Regions from separate parts of the Sus scrofa genome. Here all the other regions are linked to region 1. A link is a contact called in public Hi-C, HiChIP or PLAC-seq and promoter capture Hi-C data. All regions are on one chromosome and are shown on one strand. Each heading gives the region's core, a stretch centred on a gene start, on an enhancer-like site or on the middle of the called end of the contact. The rest is flanking DNA. Distances are from core to core; before and after follow the strand shown.

Region 1 (3,562 bases), core at 672-3,171:
CCTCAGAAAACTAAGGATAGAGTTACCATATGACCCAGCAATCCTACTCCCCAGTATATATCCAGACAAAACTATAATTCAAAATGATACATGTACCGCTATGTTCACAGCAGCATTATTCACAATAGCCAAGACATGGGAACAATCTGACAGATGAATAAAGATGTGGTACATATATACAATGGAATACTACTCAGCCGTAAAAAGGAAGAAATAATGCCATTTGCAGCAACCTGGATGCAATTAGATGATCATACTAAGTGAAATCAGAAAGAGAAAGACAAATATCATTTATATTGGAGAGTCTAAAATATGACAAACCTATCTACAAAACAGAAACAGACTCAGATATAGGAAATAAATTTGTGGTTGCCAAGGGGGTTGGGAGAGGGAGCAGGAGGTGGGGGTTAGCAGATGTAATAAGCTAGTCTACACGAAAGTGGTAATAAACAAGATCCTACTGTATAACAAAGAAAATTATATTCAGTGTCCTAGGAAAACCATAATGGAAAAGAATATATATCCAAAAAAAAGTGTACACAGGAAACTGTGATTGGGTCACTTTGCTATACAACAGAAACCGAAGAAGCATGGAAAATCAGCTGTACTTTAAAAACATAACTGAATCACTTTGCCGTACAGCAGAAATTTACACAACATTGTAAATCAGTACCTCAATAAAAACAAGTAAATAAAAAGAAAACATCAGTATGTTCTCTCTTATATGCTAAACTGCAAAATAATTTTACATTTTGCCTTACTTTCTGGCCTAGGAAAAAAATGTCACCAATAGGCTTTGATCACGTGTCCTCTACGGGTGACTGGAGAGAGGAAAACAGGGAAAATCAATGTGAGAAATCTACACTGAGGACACAACAAAACAGCATTCGAGAGATTCCTATCACCTGGTTACATCTGGAAGCCACTGTGCAGTTAGGCTGGGCCACTCCAGAGCATGGGTCATCACCAAATCGTAAAGAAAAGGGGTGTTCTTTTTCCATATTTTGTACTCTTCGTTGATCACACGTTCTTCTACTGCGTCATCAAAGGCTGCTAAAAAATTAAGAACAAATTAAGTTAGCGACCACAAACGGAAACCGAGTAAACACTTCCAAAGCTACCGTCACGGCTCCTGAATCCTGATTCTGAAATGGAGATTAGTCTAGATCTCCCGGAGGCGCAGGCACCACCACCGCTCTCCAGCTTCGCCGGGCGGGAACTGCTCGGGTAATCCCGACCAGACACTCCGTTAGCCCTTCGGGCGACGGCGCCCGCCGTCGAGCGCACAGAACCGACGGTGAGACCGAGCACCGACCCCTGCGGGTAGGGAGAGCGGCCGGGAGGACCCGGAGAGAGGCAGGTAGACCGACGGGGAGCGCGGGAGGGACCAAACACCCCCCCCGAGGCCACCACGGCCAGCCTCACACCGCTGCGCCGGGCCTCCGCTCCAGAGGGGCTGGCGCGCCATGAGCCCGCCCCGCGGGGCGATTTTTCCTCACGCCTGCGATGGCGGGGACGGCCCTAGGCAGAGTCTGGCCTGCCCCCACCGTTAGGCCGCGTTGAGGCCGCGGCGCAAGCCTGACTCCTCCCGCCCTCCTGGGGCGGCCCCGGCACCCTCACCTTCCTTGTCCGCCATGGCGTACAGGCAAGCCGGGGGGATCCTGGGGCAGAGCGTTGCGAGAGGGGCGGGGAGGCTGCGAGCGCTCCTTCTGCGCGCGCGGCCTCTATTGTTTCCTGCTGCCCCTGCGTGAGGGCCGACTCGCGCACCTTCGCGCCAACATCGGCCAATCGGAGTGCGCCGAACGTCGGTGTGGGCGGGGAAGCCGCGATCGCAGCCTATCCAGACGCGCGGAGCAGCTTGCCTCCAGGCCCAGGCGCGCGCTCTGCCCCTGCCCCCACACGGCCCCAAGCCGACTTCCTCCGATCACGCGCGCGCGCTCGCGCGCGCGGGAGTAGTAGAAGTGCACCCGCCCGGGGTCACGTGAGAGGTTTAGTCCGCACGCTTTTGGGGGCAGCCATTTTCGTGAAGGGTGTTAAGCTAGCGACCCCTTCAAAGTAGTACTTTAGATGGGAAAATGTAGGATGCTTCCGGGTCTAGTTATCTATTGTGGGGCTAGGCGGCAAGAAAAGGCCTCTATCATTCAGATCGAAAGGTGTCTAATTCGTGTCCCTTATTCCACGTCCTCCAAATTATTTGTTTCCTTAGTCGTAGGAAGAACTATTAAGCAAGAGCAGAAAGTGGGTCCTTCGACTTTTAATGATGTGCTCCAAACCCTGGGACACAGAACGGAAGTCTAGAAGGATTAAGTACCTCCCAGGGAATGGAGCCCTGGTCCTTTAAGGGTGTGCCAAGGGGCGGAGTCTAGAGCGGAAGTTATAAGTCAGGGCCGAAGTCCAGCTGAAGAAGGGCGGAAGCTGAGTTTGGGTCCAAAAGCACAATCATGGCGCTGGAAGGGGAAGATTTTAGAGATTACAATTTGACTGAGGAGCAGAAGGCGATCAAGGCCAAGTATCCTCCAGTCAATCGGAAGTACGAGTGTGAGTAGGTGTCTCACTTCTCTCATTACCTGGGGCTTCTGGCCTCGCCTTCCACTTTGTCCCCTACGGTACTTCCGGCACGTTCCCTTTTAGCCCTGTTTGTCTCTTCTGTGCTTGTCCCGCGGATGCTGAAGGGAAAAGCCACCCGGTCTGAATCGGAAATCTGGGCTTCCACATTTAGTCTTTTGAACTTTTTCTACGTGTGCCTATTCACGCTTACTTTGTGGGAATTTTATTGGTGTATTAATTCTAAACACAACCGTGTTTTCAAGCGTTTGCGGAGTTGTCGTCTCCTAAGAGTGTGGCTAGGTTAGGGGACTGAAAGCTCTCAGTAGGGAACTTCTAACTTGGTGTTTTACCTGTATCGTGTTAGTAAAAAGACCTGGTTTTGCCATATTTAGTTAAGTGACTTTAGGCAAATCACATAACCTTTCTTTGCATTCAGTTCCTTCATGTGAGGGATAATTGAGATAAAAATAAATGTGAAAGTGTAGTGCAGACTCTGAAGTTCTATATAAACCTTAAGCTATCATCCCTAAAGGTGGCTGTGGTCTGGGAAGGACTAATCTGACTCTAATATCCCTGCTTAAAATATTTCATTAAATTCCCCTTGTCTTCAGTATAGAATCCAACTATTTACCATAGCTTACTAGGCTTAGTTCTTTCTGGACCCTGTATGTCTCCCTACGCTCATTTTTCTCTCACTTAGCAATTTTTAAAAATTACTTTTAATAAGTTCTATACATGATGCCAAATTCAAAAAGTACAGGGAGTTCCCACTGTGGTACAGTGGGTTAAGAATCTGACTGAAGTGACTCAGGTTGCTCTGGACGTGCAGGTTGGATCCCCAGCCCAGTGCAGTGTGGAAACCAATCCGACTAGGAACCATGAGGTTGCAGAGTCAATCTCTGGCCTGGGAACTTCCAGCCCAGATTTCTAGCCACCTAGTCTTTGTCTCCAGATCAGCCATTCTTAACATTTTCTTATATGTACATGTAGAGATGGACATTTAGTTTAGTTAACC
Region 2 (3,562 bases), core at 333-2,832, 460 kb after region 1:
AAAGAGTCCAACTGATTCAGTGTTGAAGGCTGTGAATTTTTATTTGCTTAATAAAATTTAGATATAAAATATATTTATTAAAAACGTTTTAACTAGAGAGGGCAAAACAGACGGCTTTAGGGAGAAATGAGAGCGACTAAGTGACGGCCACTGCTGAGCAGGAAAGGAACTAGCCTACAGACAGAGAACAAAGACTACTATTCCTAATCTATTTCACTACTGAAGCAAAAAGGAGCGGGGGAGAGGGCGGAGGGAGACCAAACCTTTCAGGTACAAGCATCATGCAACTTCTCTCAATTTTTTCCTCATCTTATTGGGAATGCCATGCAAACCATCCTTTACCTCCCTCTATCATCCCCTTTCACTGTCACTGGCGTTATTATTTTTTTCCCCCTCTTGAGTGACAAACACACGTTGTAAAAGAATGGGGTCCAATCTTCCGACTGCAGCAGTGACCACCTTATCGGCCCAAGTTGGAAATTTGATTCCTAAAATCTTAAGCTTCGATTCCCACAGGTTGCTCCTGCCTCCGAGCAACTCAAGCTCCAGTTACCACTAAGTCCGATCCGGCCCCAGCGGCCGCGGCCGCGGCGCGCTGAATAGGGCACCCTAGCCTCACCCCATCTCACCTCGGCCCTCCCTCCCACGGTTCCTCCCGGCTCAGGCTGTCTTCACCTCCTACACCCTCAGTCAGGCGCCGACCGCCACCAGCGATCAAATAAGCTTTCCCTTTGGGGGAAGGGAGAGAAGGTGGTTCATTTCTGGAAGAATCCGAACACTCGGAGCGCGGGGCAGCTGCAAGAGGTGGGAGGGGAAGGGTCGGCAAGGGGGCGGGAGCGCGGCACAAAATCCATCAAGATCTTAGCGCTAAGAGATCGCCAAGTCCCCTTCGGGCCTCCACTGCAGCCTAGAAATTCTCCCTCGCACTCTGGGTCGGGATGGGAAAGTGGAATCCAGACTCCCGAAGATGATAACGAGAGAAGGGGAGTCCATGACTTCCCCGGTCCCCAGGGGGCGGGAAACGAGAGAAACAAAGCCACTGCCACCCTTGCCCCCGCGTAGCCGGGCGACCCAAAGGGACCACGGAGGCCCGCTTACCTGCTGTCAGCAACTGCATGGCGTGAGTGAAGGACGGGTCGAGCGAGTCCTTCTCGGCCATGAGTTCGGGTAGGTACTTGTTCTCCGGCTCCATCTTGACGGAGGCAGTGGCTGAGGGGGGCAGCAGCGGGGTCGGCGCTGGACCGCCCACTGTCGCGTCGGGACCGGTGGCCGAGGGCGGCAGCAGCGGTGGCGGCTGCGTGGCGGGCGAGGCCCGGGCACCCCCCCGGGATCCCCCTCCGCCTCCCCGGGATCGGTGAGGCAGCGGAGGCTGCCGAGACGGCGCCTGACGCACTGAGGGGTGGGCACCTGAGGGGTCCATGGAGCCGCTGCGGCCCGAGGACCGGCTCATGCGCGCGGCGGGATCGTCTCGGCGCTGCATTGGAGAGGATGTCCGATCAAATGATCGAGGAAGCGACGCGGCAGAGGCCCCAGCGGCGGTTGGCGGGGGTAGGAGAGCGGGAGCTACGGCGACCGAAGCCGACCCAAGCGACCCAGCGAAAGAGAGCACCGGAAATGAGGCGGCGCGCAGGCGCACCAGGAACCGGCACCGCCCTTGGGTCTCTCCGCGGAGAACAAAGTCCCGGTCGGGCCACGGCGCCTGCGCACCGCCGCGGAGTCCGAAGAAGTCGCCTTCCAACTCCCGTGTTCCCTGTGAGCCCGCCAGGCCGGAGCCGCGTGCGCGTGCGCGGGTGGCCGCGGGCTTCGTTCGTTTTCTTTTTCCACGTGACTCGGCGCTAGCGGGACACGTGTCTCCTCCCCCTTCTGGCCGGGTGCGCGGAGGGGGCGGGGGCTGTGGAATGTCTTTGTCTGCGCGCGGGCCCGCGGCCTGTGGGGCGGGAGACCTGTTACTCCAGGGCCACGCCCCCTCCAACGGCCGAACTGCTAGGGGTGCCTCTGTTCAGTGGAGTGGAGTGGGGTGGGGAAGGGGGGAGGTCACTGAATAAAAGAGACCCGCGTGGGGGCCGTGGGAGGGGAAGGAGAGAGCACTGGCGTCGTCTGCCCAGAAAGAAAGGAGGGAGAGAGACTGCCTGAACGGGGAGAGGGAAAGGAGCCAGGGAGATGAGGAAGGGACGACCAGGGAGAGTCTGACGCAGGATTGAGGGGTGGAAATAGGAAAGGGAAGTTTGGAAGGGGGCAGTGAGGAAGGACCGGTCAGTGGGACGACTGGAGGCTATTGGAAGACTTGAACTAAGAGGGAGGGCTCGGATTGGACCTGATATCTAGCCAGGAAACGGGGCCCCAGACCAGAGCAGGGAAGCCAAGTAGTACCCCATGGTTTTCAACGTAGTGGGGTTTTTTTTGTTTGTTTTGTTTTTGTTTTTGATTTTTAGGGCACACCTGCGGCATATGGAGGTTCCCAGGCTATGGGTCGAATCGGAGCTGTAGCTGCTGGCCTTTGCCACAGGCATAGCACACAGAATCCGAGCCGAGTCTGTGACCTACACCACAGCTCAAGGCAACACCAGATTGTTAACCCACTGAGCAAGACCAGGGATCCAACCTGTGTCCTAGTGGATGCTAGTCAATTCGTTAACCACTGAGCCAGGGGGAGAACTCCTAAAGTAGGTTCTTGAACGTTAGCTGTTGGTCAGAGAAGTCATCTTAAAAGAGGAAGCATTTTAGCTCTTTACATATAGTACTGCTTTCCATAGATGTGTTTTGTCCGCAAAAAAAGTGGGATAGAGGCCAGCACCTTAATCTGTGATGGTTGCATCTTTAGGGTGATTCCTTCTACTGATGTGAGCGCTAATCCCCCTGCCCTTCCCGATGAATCATTCCACGCTTGCTCAAAAAGACCACTGCTCTCAAGGCCAAGATATTGCAGCAGTCTCCTCATCCTGGGGTGCTATATGCAGATGAAGGCTAGGTCTCTATTCGCCCATAAACTCTAAAACACCTGGTACCATCTCTAACTCTTTTCTTCCCTCCGCAGATTTTTTGCTTCCCCCATTCAAAGCACTCCCATCCCTTTTCCTCCTGGATCAGTTCCCTAATAAACCCACGCTTTTCAAAAGCATTTCTGGAAATCGTCCTCTGGGTGCCTGGAAACTGCTAATTTTTAGACCTGAAACTTAGAAACCTTCAGCTAGGGAACATTAAGCCCTGACTACCTTCTTGGGGATGGGGAGAGAAATCACCGGCAGAAATGAGAACAAAACACAGTCCTATCCATAAATTATCCCATATGTGTATTTATCTCCAGTGTCTAGGGTAGTACTTTACTTTGAGGACACATAAGTAGTTTACAGTCATGTACAAGAAAACAATGTTTTTGAATAATTGTAGTGAAGAGAGTAATGTGACAAATGCCCAAAGATAAATGAATATTAGGTGGGATTGGACTTCAAAGTGGAATATAGATTTTGGCCAGGGGAGAATGAGTTCTAGGCAAAAGGAAATGTGAATAAATGAACAGAGATGAAAATGTCACAGATGCATTTAAGGAATGGGAGAAATCCAG
Region 3 (3,562 bases), core at 603-3,102, 380 kb after region 1:
TCTCAGAAAGGAAGGAAAATAACATTTACTGTGGATTGTGCTAGATGTTTTCCATATGTATTTGACATTTAAGTGACTGGATGAGAGCTAGGGAGGGCATAGCAGGTAGGATTATAACACCAGATCTGATTCTAAAGTTATTGCTTTGCAGTTCAAGGGAATAATTCATGTTTCCTCAGGATGGCAGATCTTACAAAACTCAATCCCAGAATCTCATTTAGCTCCCCCACTCTCAACACACACGATAGTTAGGGTTAGCAATTTCACTTTGGAGTTTTTCAGTTTCTTTCTGATTAAAAAGTGAGTCCACTAGCAGAAAAACAAAACACCTTTACAACTTTGCCTAGGATTAAAAGCTTTCTTTCTCCCTTTTCTAGCCCAACCACTAGGGGGCCAGGCCATAAAGAACAGCAGCTATAAACTAGCTAGGGCTAGTGATCACCCCGGTTTAAGCCGCTGACTGTGTGACCTTGGTTGAGTTACTTTACCTCTCTAAGCCTCAGTTTCCTTATCTGTAAAACGAGGATAACAGCAATATCTATCTCAATAGGTTGTACATATTATATAAAACGTGACATGTAAAGCAATCAGAACAATGCCTGCACACAGGAAGAGCTTAGCAAATTTAATAGTTTTTATTGCTGGAGAGGAAGTACCCCTGATGGTTCTGTTCCTACGTCCAAAGACTTCGCCACCGCATTCTGGGCACAGGCCTTGCTAGCTGGAGTCCCCTTAGGAAGAGCAACAGGTCGCTCCTTTTCTCCTAAGCAGTGCCGGGCCCAGAGACCTAAGGTCTCCGACCTATATATGGCTACGAGGTGTTGGCAGTGGTATTCTACCACTATGAAGGCTGTCACTCTGAACCCAACCGAACCACCCCATTTCCGCCTCGGCTCTGGAAGTTTTCCCGGCCTTCGGCGGCCCAGGCTGCATTCGGCAAGGCTGCCCCTGGTTAAGGGCCTGCAGCCGGCTCGGCAGGCGTCCCTTAGCCCTAGGACTCCCTCTGCGACGTAGGCAGGATTTGCCTGAGTTCAGGGGAACCAGTGAATCTAATTAGGAGGCGCGTCGGTCAGACACACGCCTGGAGAGGGCCCCCTTAACGCCGCCCGGGCCTGCCACCAGGAGCCCGGCCCCCAGCCCCTGGCTCAGAGCAGGCCGGAGGGTCGGCCCCCTTCCAGCCCCCGGGAACAAGGGGAATCCAGCCCAGAGCCACCACGTGGGGGCTCCAGGAGTAGCAAGGTGTTCCTGGAACCAGCCCCCCAAAGACTGATCCCCGCATGGGCCCTAACCCGGCCCCAAACTGGCCTGAGCAGCGCTCCCGGCCTGGCTTCTCTCCCTCAAACCTATTTGGAAAGACTAAGACATCCTCTGCAGACTAGAGACAGGCTCTCGCCAGACCCCAAGCCCCGAGACCGCCTCAGCCCGAGTCCCCAGTTGCTTGGTTTCCTTACTCACCCATCGCGGCTCCGCTCGCTCCTACTTGGCGGCGGCAGCGGCAGCAGCTTCAGTAGACAATATGGCGGATCTGCAGGACGGCAGCCCGAAACGGACAAACAACTTAACACTCGATCCCGGGAAGAATCGCGCTTTCAGCTCCACCGCCTAGTTTACGCAGTGGAGCGCATTTAAAGAGACAGCAGCTACTAAAGGCGGAGAATAGGGATGGACTATGATGAAAGGGGTGGGTGGAGGGAAGCTGGGAGGGATATCTACTAAAGCGAGTTAAGCGTGCTTAGGGTTTCTCAGTTTTTTTCTGGTTCTGTTTCCTCTTTGTAGTGAGGTTTACCTCCCCTAGAAACTTTTTCTTCCAGAAAGATATTCCTACCTTTCCTAGTTAAAAAACCACGCCTAGATTCTGAGCTGGGTATGAAAAAAGAATCATCTGGAAAGGGGAAGTGACTTGCTCAAGGATATAGAGATAAGGAATTAAAGAAGTCTAGAGCAAACCCAGTTACAATCTTATTGGGAGATAAGAAGTAGAAAAATAATGAGACCCATGCCATGCTTTATAGTTGACATAGCTGTTTAATTTATCTTCAATGCAAGTTCTCTGAGAGCAGAGGTCGATCCTGCATTGTTCATCATTGCGATTCAGCACCTAGCATAGTATGTGGTACATGGTAGTGCACCATAAGTAATTGTTGAGTGAATAAACAAAGGAGTGAACAGACCTGTGAGTTACACAAAACAAGGAGTATGATCTCCCTCTTTATTTGTTGTTGTTTGTTTTTGGGGCTGCACCTGCACCTGCGGCACATGGAAGTTCTCAGGCTAGGGGTTGAATCGGAGCTGCAGCTGTCGGCCTCCGCCACAACCACAGCAATGTCAGATTTGAGCAGTGTCTGCAACCTACACCACAGCTCATGGCAACACTGGATGCTTAACCCACTGAGTGGGGCCAGGGATCAAACCCTTGTCCTCATGTATACTAGTCAGGTTCTTAATCAGCTGAGCCACAATGGGAATTCCCCTCCCTCTTAAGAGGTGAGGAAATTGAGGCTCTGAGTGTTCATGTGTCTTTTGAATTATGGAATTTATGGCTGGTATACATTAGGTCTGCCTTTTTGCATAATAGCATGACAGTCCTCTCCTTTCCACACAGGAAAGCTATGTCTCCCAGTCACCTGTCCCCAGAGGGAGCTATCTTTTGGAAGCCTAGGTCCTGTCCCAACAAATTGCCATCTCTAGTTATATACCTGGCACATTGAGGGAGACAACTCAAAAAGGCAAATCTAGGATTTCCTGCTGTGGTGCAATGGGTTATGGATCTGGCATTGTCTCTGTGGCAGCATGGGTTTGATCCCAGCCTGGCACAGTGGGTTAAGGACTTGGTGTTGTCACAGCTGTGGCATAGGTTGCAGCTGCGGCTGGGGTTCGATCCCTGGATTGGGAACTTACATATGCTGCAGGTGCGGCCAAAAAAAAAAAAAAAAAAAAAAAAAAAAAAAAAGCCGACTCTAGGACTCAATCTGGAACGGAAGGGTTATCTTTCTCTTCCTACTGCCACTGCTCAAGGTCAGAATTCTTAATTCTCTGCTGGCCTATTTTACCTGCCTCCTCACTGGTCTCCTGCCTCCAGGTTCTCCCACTTGCACCTACTATCTTTTTAAAAGTAGAGACCTTACAAGTTCCCCTTGTGGCTCAGTGGAAACGAATCTGACTAGTATCCATGAGGATACAGGTTCGACCCCTGGCCTTGCTCAGTGGGTTAAGGATCTGGTGTTACCATGAGCTGTGATGTAGGTCACAGATGCGGCTTGGATCTATGGCTGTAGCTCTGATTCGACCCCTAGCCAGCGAACCTCCATGTGCCATGGGTGTGGCTCTAAAAAGACCAAAAAACAAAACAAAACAACAAAAAAAAGTAGAGACCTTATCACATCACTTTCCCCCAAATATGCTCCTGTCTTGTTTTGTGCCTTTGCATAAGTTCTTCCCTCTGCTTGAAATGCAATGACCACGAGGTGAACTATGCACTTTCAAGACCCAACACAACTCTTACCTCCTTGAAAAATCCTGTCTTTCCAGAGTAGGAGTATCTGTCCAACGTGAGAACACACGT
Region 4 (3,562 bases), core at 292-2,791, 330 kb after region 1:
AGGAGACCACCCAACACAGAGGTGGCATCATGTAGCAGGAACTCAAGGTCTAGTCCACCTGCAAATGTCACTTCTTGCTATTAAAAAAGTTCCAAGAGTTCCCGTTGTGGTGCAGCAGAAACGAATCTGACTAGTATTCATGAAGACTCAGGTTCGACCCTTGGCCTCACTTAGTAGGTGAGGGATCCTGTGTTGCTGTGACTGTGGTGCAGGCTGGCAGCTGTAGCTCCAATTCGACTTGAGCCTGGGCACCTCCATATGCCTAGGGTGGGGCCCTAAGAAACAGAAAAAAAAGAAAAAAAAAAAAAAGTTCCAGAAATGCCTCAAATAGGAATAGCAGTTACCCACTGCTGAAAGTGGTGTTTTTGATTTGCTGGTTGGGTGCCTCATTTGACTGCCAACCTGACTTAATCCTGTCAGAAGCTTCTCTCAGGAGAGTTCTGTCCCTGTGCTTAGGGTGGGAGGCTCTATCAACTCCCCAGCGCAGAGTGGGCACTCAAGGACTCAGTGGTGTCCTCCCCTCATTCTACATTTCCTCCCTTCTGGATAAACAGTGGCCTTGGCTTCTAACCCCAGAAGCTAGACTGACGCACCATAAACTCCTCCCCCTGCCCATTGGAAAAGCAGAGCTGGCACACACCCTCAGCCTTCCCTGGAGCCTGGCTGGTGGAACCTTCAGCTTCTGTCGTGGGAGCAGACTGGCTGGGCCGCCCCTGGCCTCCCTCTGGTCCTGCTTCCGGTTGCCCCGGGGTGTTTTTGGGGTTGGAAGTGTGGCCAGATTGCTTGGCAGCCCCATTCTTTTTGTCTTGGTTCTTCATTGTTGTTTGCAACGTTAGGTTATGAGCAGAACCTATAGAAACAAATACACTTGCTATTTTCCAGACTTTAAACAATTCTTCGCAGCCTGGATCTGATATCTCCACACCGGACCCGCAAAGCTTCTTAAACCGACCGGCCTTCCTCGGATGGGAGCCAGTGGGGCTCCCTATCTCTGGTCGGTCAGGGAAGTCTGGTGTGCCCAACAGCAGGGGAGAGGAGGCCTCCTTTTTCCCCGAAGCTACTTCCCCGGCACAACCCAGCCCTCTCACCACAGCCCGTGCGCCGGACAGGCTCAGGCCCAGGGACTGACGTGGCGGGACGCTGGATTCCCGGTTCCTCCCCGCCCCCCAGGCCCCACGTGTGCCCACCCCCCCGCGCGCGCGCGCAGCCACCCACGCCCCGCGCGCCCTCCAGCCGCGCGCTCCGCCCGCGCATGCGCACAGGCCTCGGCCCCTGCACTCCAGCCCGAGTCCTCGTGCGGAATCGGCGTAATTCCCTGAACCGTCCGAAGGCGTCGGGCCCCGGGCCCTCTGCTTGCCTTGTACCCCTAACCGACGCAATACGCACCCCACCGCCGACGTCCCGACGGCTTCTCCTGCTCTGGCCTCTCACCGGAAACCCTGGGTAACTGCTGCCGGCAGAGCCGCCTGCTCGCGCCGCGGCCAATCAATAGCCCGCGCTCTCGCGGGGCTTGCTGGGAAAGTTGAAGCGAAGGCGGCCTCTGAGGCGGGTGAGTTGGGAAGGCGGAGTGGGGGGGTGGAGGGACAGAAAGGACTACATGTCCCTCCATGCACCGGGCTGATCCCGACTCCCAAGCTGCAACAGGGCTTTCGTTCTTGGAGCCCAGACCCAGGAGGTCCGAAAGCAGCCAGTCATTCTGCACTGGTACTCACGTCAACCTCCTTTCCATCACGCAGAAGTTATGATTCAGCTCCCAGAGCCTTGCGCCTGGCTGCTTTTTCCCCGCACACCTCAACCCCGTCCTTCCCTCCTGCTGAGGATATCTGTGACTATCTAGGAACTCTGAGGACGAGGGATAAAATACGGTGCTGGACATCAGATCTGTATTCCTTCCAGTCCTAATTTCATCACTAATTTGTTATGTGACCGGGCATTCTTTTCATTCCCAGAGCCTCGATTTCCGTATTCCTATAGAAAATTTTAATAACAGTAGTTCTTTGAATGCTAGCTTTCCCAGTAACTACTCCAGATAAATACTGTAGTATTTGTTACTCTCAATTTACACCTGTTAGGTGATTGTCCAAGGTCACATAGCTATTGACTGATTAGAGCAGTTTCAAAGCCAGGAAGTCTGGCACCCATCTCAACTACTGGACTACCCTGCTTCTTACTCAGGAAGAAATAATCACCATGATGCGCTTTCCTTGAGGGTGAGTCAAGGTAACTTGGAAAAGTAAATACTTAATTTCCCATCCCCATTTCCACCTTGAGTCCCTCTTTGGAAGGTGCTGAGGCCCTGTAAGGGGAAGTTTGGTTTCAGCAGATTCCTGAGCCTTTTCTTTGGCCCACTCCTACCAAGTCCCAGTTGCACTGGTGCTAAAGGGGAAAAATAGCCAAGCTTTTCTCAAAATGTGAAATCACAATTCTTTTTCCATTTGTCTGTAGACAACAGAATAAAACACAGCAACCTATGTGCTTGGATTTTTTTTTTTTTTTTTTTTTTTTTTAAGGGCTGCACCTGCGGCATATGGAAGTTCCCAGGCTAGGGGTCTAATCAGAGCAGTGGCTGCCAGCCTGCACCACAGCCATAGCAACGCCAGACCCGAGCCACATCTGTGACCTACGCTGCAACTCATGGCAATGCCAGATTCTTAACCCACTGAGTGAGGCCAGGGATCGAACCTGTGTCCTCATGGATGCTAGTTGGATTCTTTACCTCTGAGCCACAACAGGAACTCCTGTGCTTGAAATTTAATGCCTAAATGGTTTTGCTTTTATTTCCTGTCAATCCTCCTCATCCCCTTGGCCTTTTAAAAAAAATTATTAAAGCGTAGTTGATTTACAATGTTTCGTCCCCCTCTGCCTTTTTTGTTCCAGCTATACTTTTACTGTTTCCAGGATTTCCCAGGTTTTTGCAGGTGCCATACCATTGTCGATGAAAAAAATGTTACCTGCCATATCAGTAAACAAAGGATGTTGCAGCCATCAAGCCATCACATTACAGCTGCCCAAAGGTGAGCCCTGGGGGAACTCAGGGTAGAAACAAATTGCCTGCCATCTAGCAGTCTGTGCTGCAGTCACCCTCCCGCCCAAGCCCATAGAGCACCCTGAGGAGACTCAGGATGAAAAAGCACCTGATAGTGGCCCCAGTTAGCTGAGTTGCATATCAAAGGAAATAAGCCCAGACTCTTGCATCTTCCCATACACAGAAAACTGCTAAATTCCTTAACTTGAAGTATCAGGTTTTCGTTTCTTTTCTTTTTCTTTTTGTCTTTTAGGGCCACACCCTCGGCAAACGGAGGTTCCCAGGCTAGAGGCTGAATTGGAGCTGTAGCTGGCTGGCCTACACCACAGCTACAGCAGTGCCAGGTCTGAGCCATGTCTGTAACCTACACCACAGCTCACGGCAACACCGGATCCTTAACCCACTGACTGGGGCCAGGGATCGAACCTGCATCCTCATGGATGCTAGTCAGATTCATTTCCTCTGAGCCATAATGGGAACTCCTCAGGTTTTCTTTAATTAACAGTAATTTACCTGCTGTTTGTTGAAAAAAACTAT

The links. Promoter capture Hi-C pulls out the DNA fragments that hold promoters and counts their contacts. A called contact is a pair of places that touch in the nucleus more often than the background predicts. HiChIP or PLAC-seq counts read pairs in DNA pulled down with a chosen protein or histone mark.
Region 2: a contact with region 1 is called in a promoter capture Hi-C map of liver, with 4 times the contacts expected there. The contact joins the promoter of KHDRBS1 here to the promoter of RBBP4 in region 1. A contact is called at or near these places in 1 of 5 promoter capture datasets (liver) and 1 of 47 Hi-C or Micro-C datasets (heart right ventricle).
Region 3: a contact with region 1 is called in an H3K27ac HiChIP or PLAC-seq map of alveolar macrophages. The contact joins the promoter of KPNA6 here to the promoter of RBBP4 in region 1. A contact is called at or near these places in 2 of 47 Hi-C or Micro-C datasets (heart right ventricle and liver) and 1 of 2 datasets of contacts at active chromatin or transcription factors (alveolar macrophages).
Region 4: a Hi-C map of liver shows a contact between it and region 1, with 6 times the contacts expected there. The contact joins the promoter of TXLNA here to the promoter of RBBP4 in region 1. A contact is called at or near these places in 2 of 5 promoter capture datasets (fetal liver and liver), 2 of 47 Hi-C or Micro-C datasets (liver and skeletal muscle) and 1 of 2 datasets of contacts at active chromatin or transcription factors (alveolar macrophages).

The regions. Positions count from the first base shown.
Region 1 is chr6:88,985,451-88,989,012 of Sscrofa11.1, reverse strand. RBBP4 (histone-binding protein RBBP4) reads right to left here and starts at 1,921. Exons shown (of 12, transcript XM_013999126.2): 1 at 1,621-1,921; 2 at 906-1,053. The coding sequence starts at 1,636. It overlaps ZBTB8OS (protein archease), which reads left to right and starts at 2,014. Exons shown (of 7, transcript XM_005665186.3): 1 at 2,014-2,538. The coding sequence starts at 2,442.
Region 2 is chr6:88,528,427-88,531,988 of Sscrofa11.1, reverse strand. KHDRBS1 (KH domain containing, RNA binding, signal transduction associated 1) reads right to left here and starts at 1,582. Exons shown (of 9, transcript NM_001243596.1): 1 at 1,099-1,582. The coding sequence starts at 1,480.
Region 3 is chr6:88,609,418-88,612,979 of Sscrofa11.1, reverse strand. It overlaps KPNA6 (importin subunit alpha-7), which reads right to left and starts at 1,852. Exons shown (of 14, transcript XM_021095806.1): 1 at 1,456-1,852. The coding sequence starts at 1,459.
Region 4 is chr6:88,658,030-88,661,591 of Sscrofa11.1, reverse strand. It overlaps TXLNA (alpha-taxilin), which reads right to left and starts at 1,541. Exons shown (of 11, transcript XM_003127774.6): 1 at 1,387-1,541; 2 at 641-850. The coding sequence starts at 818.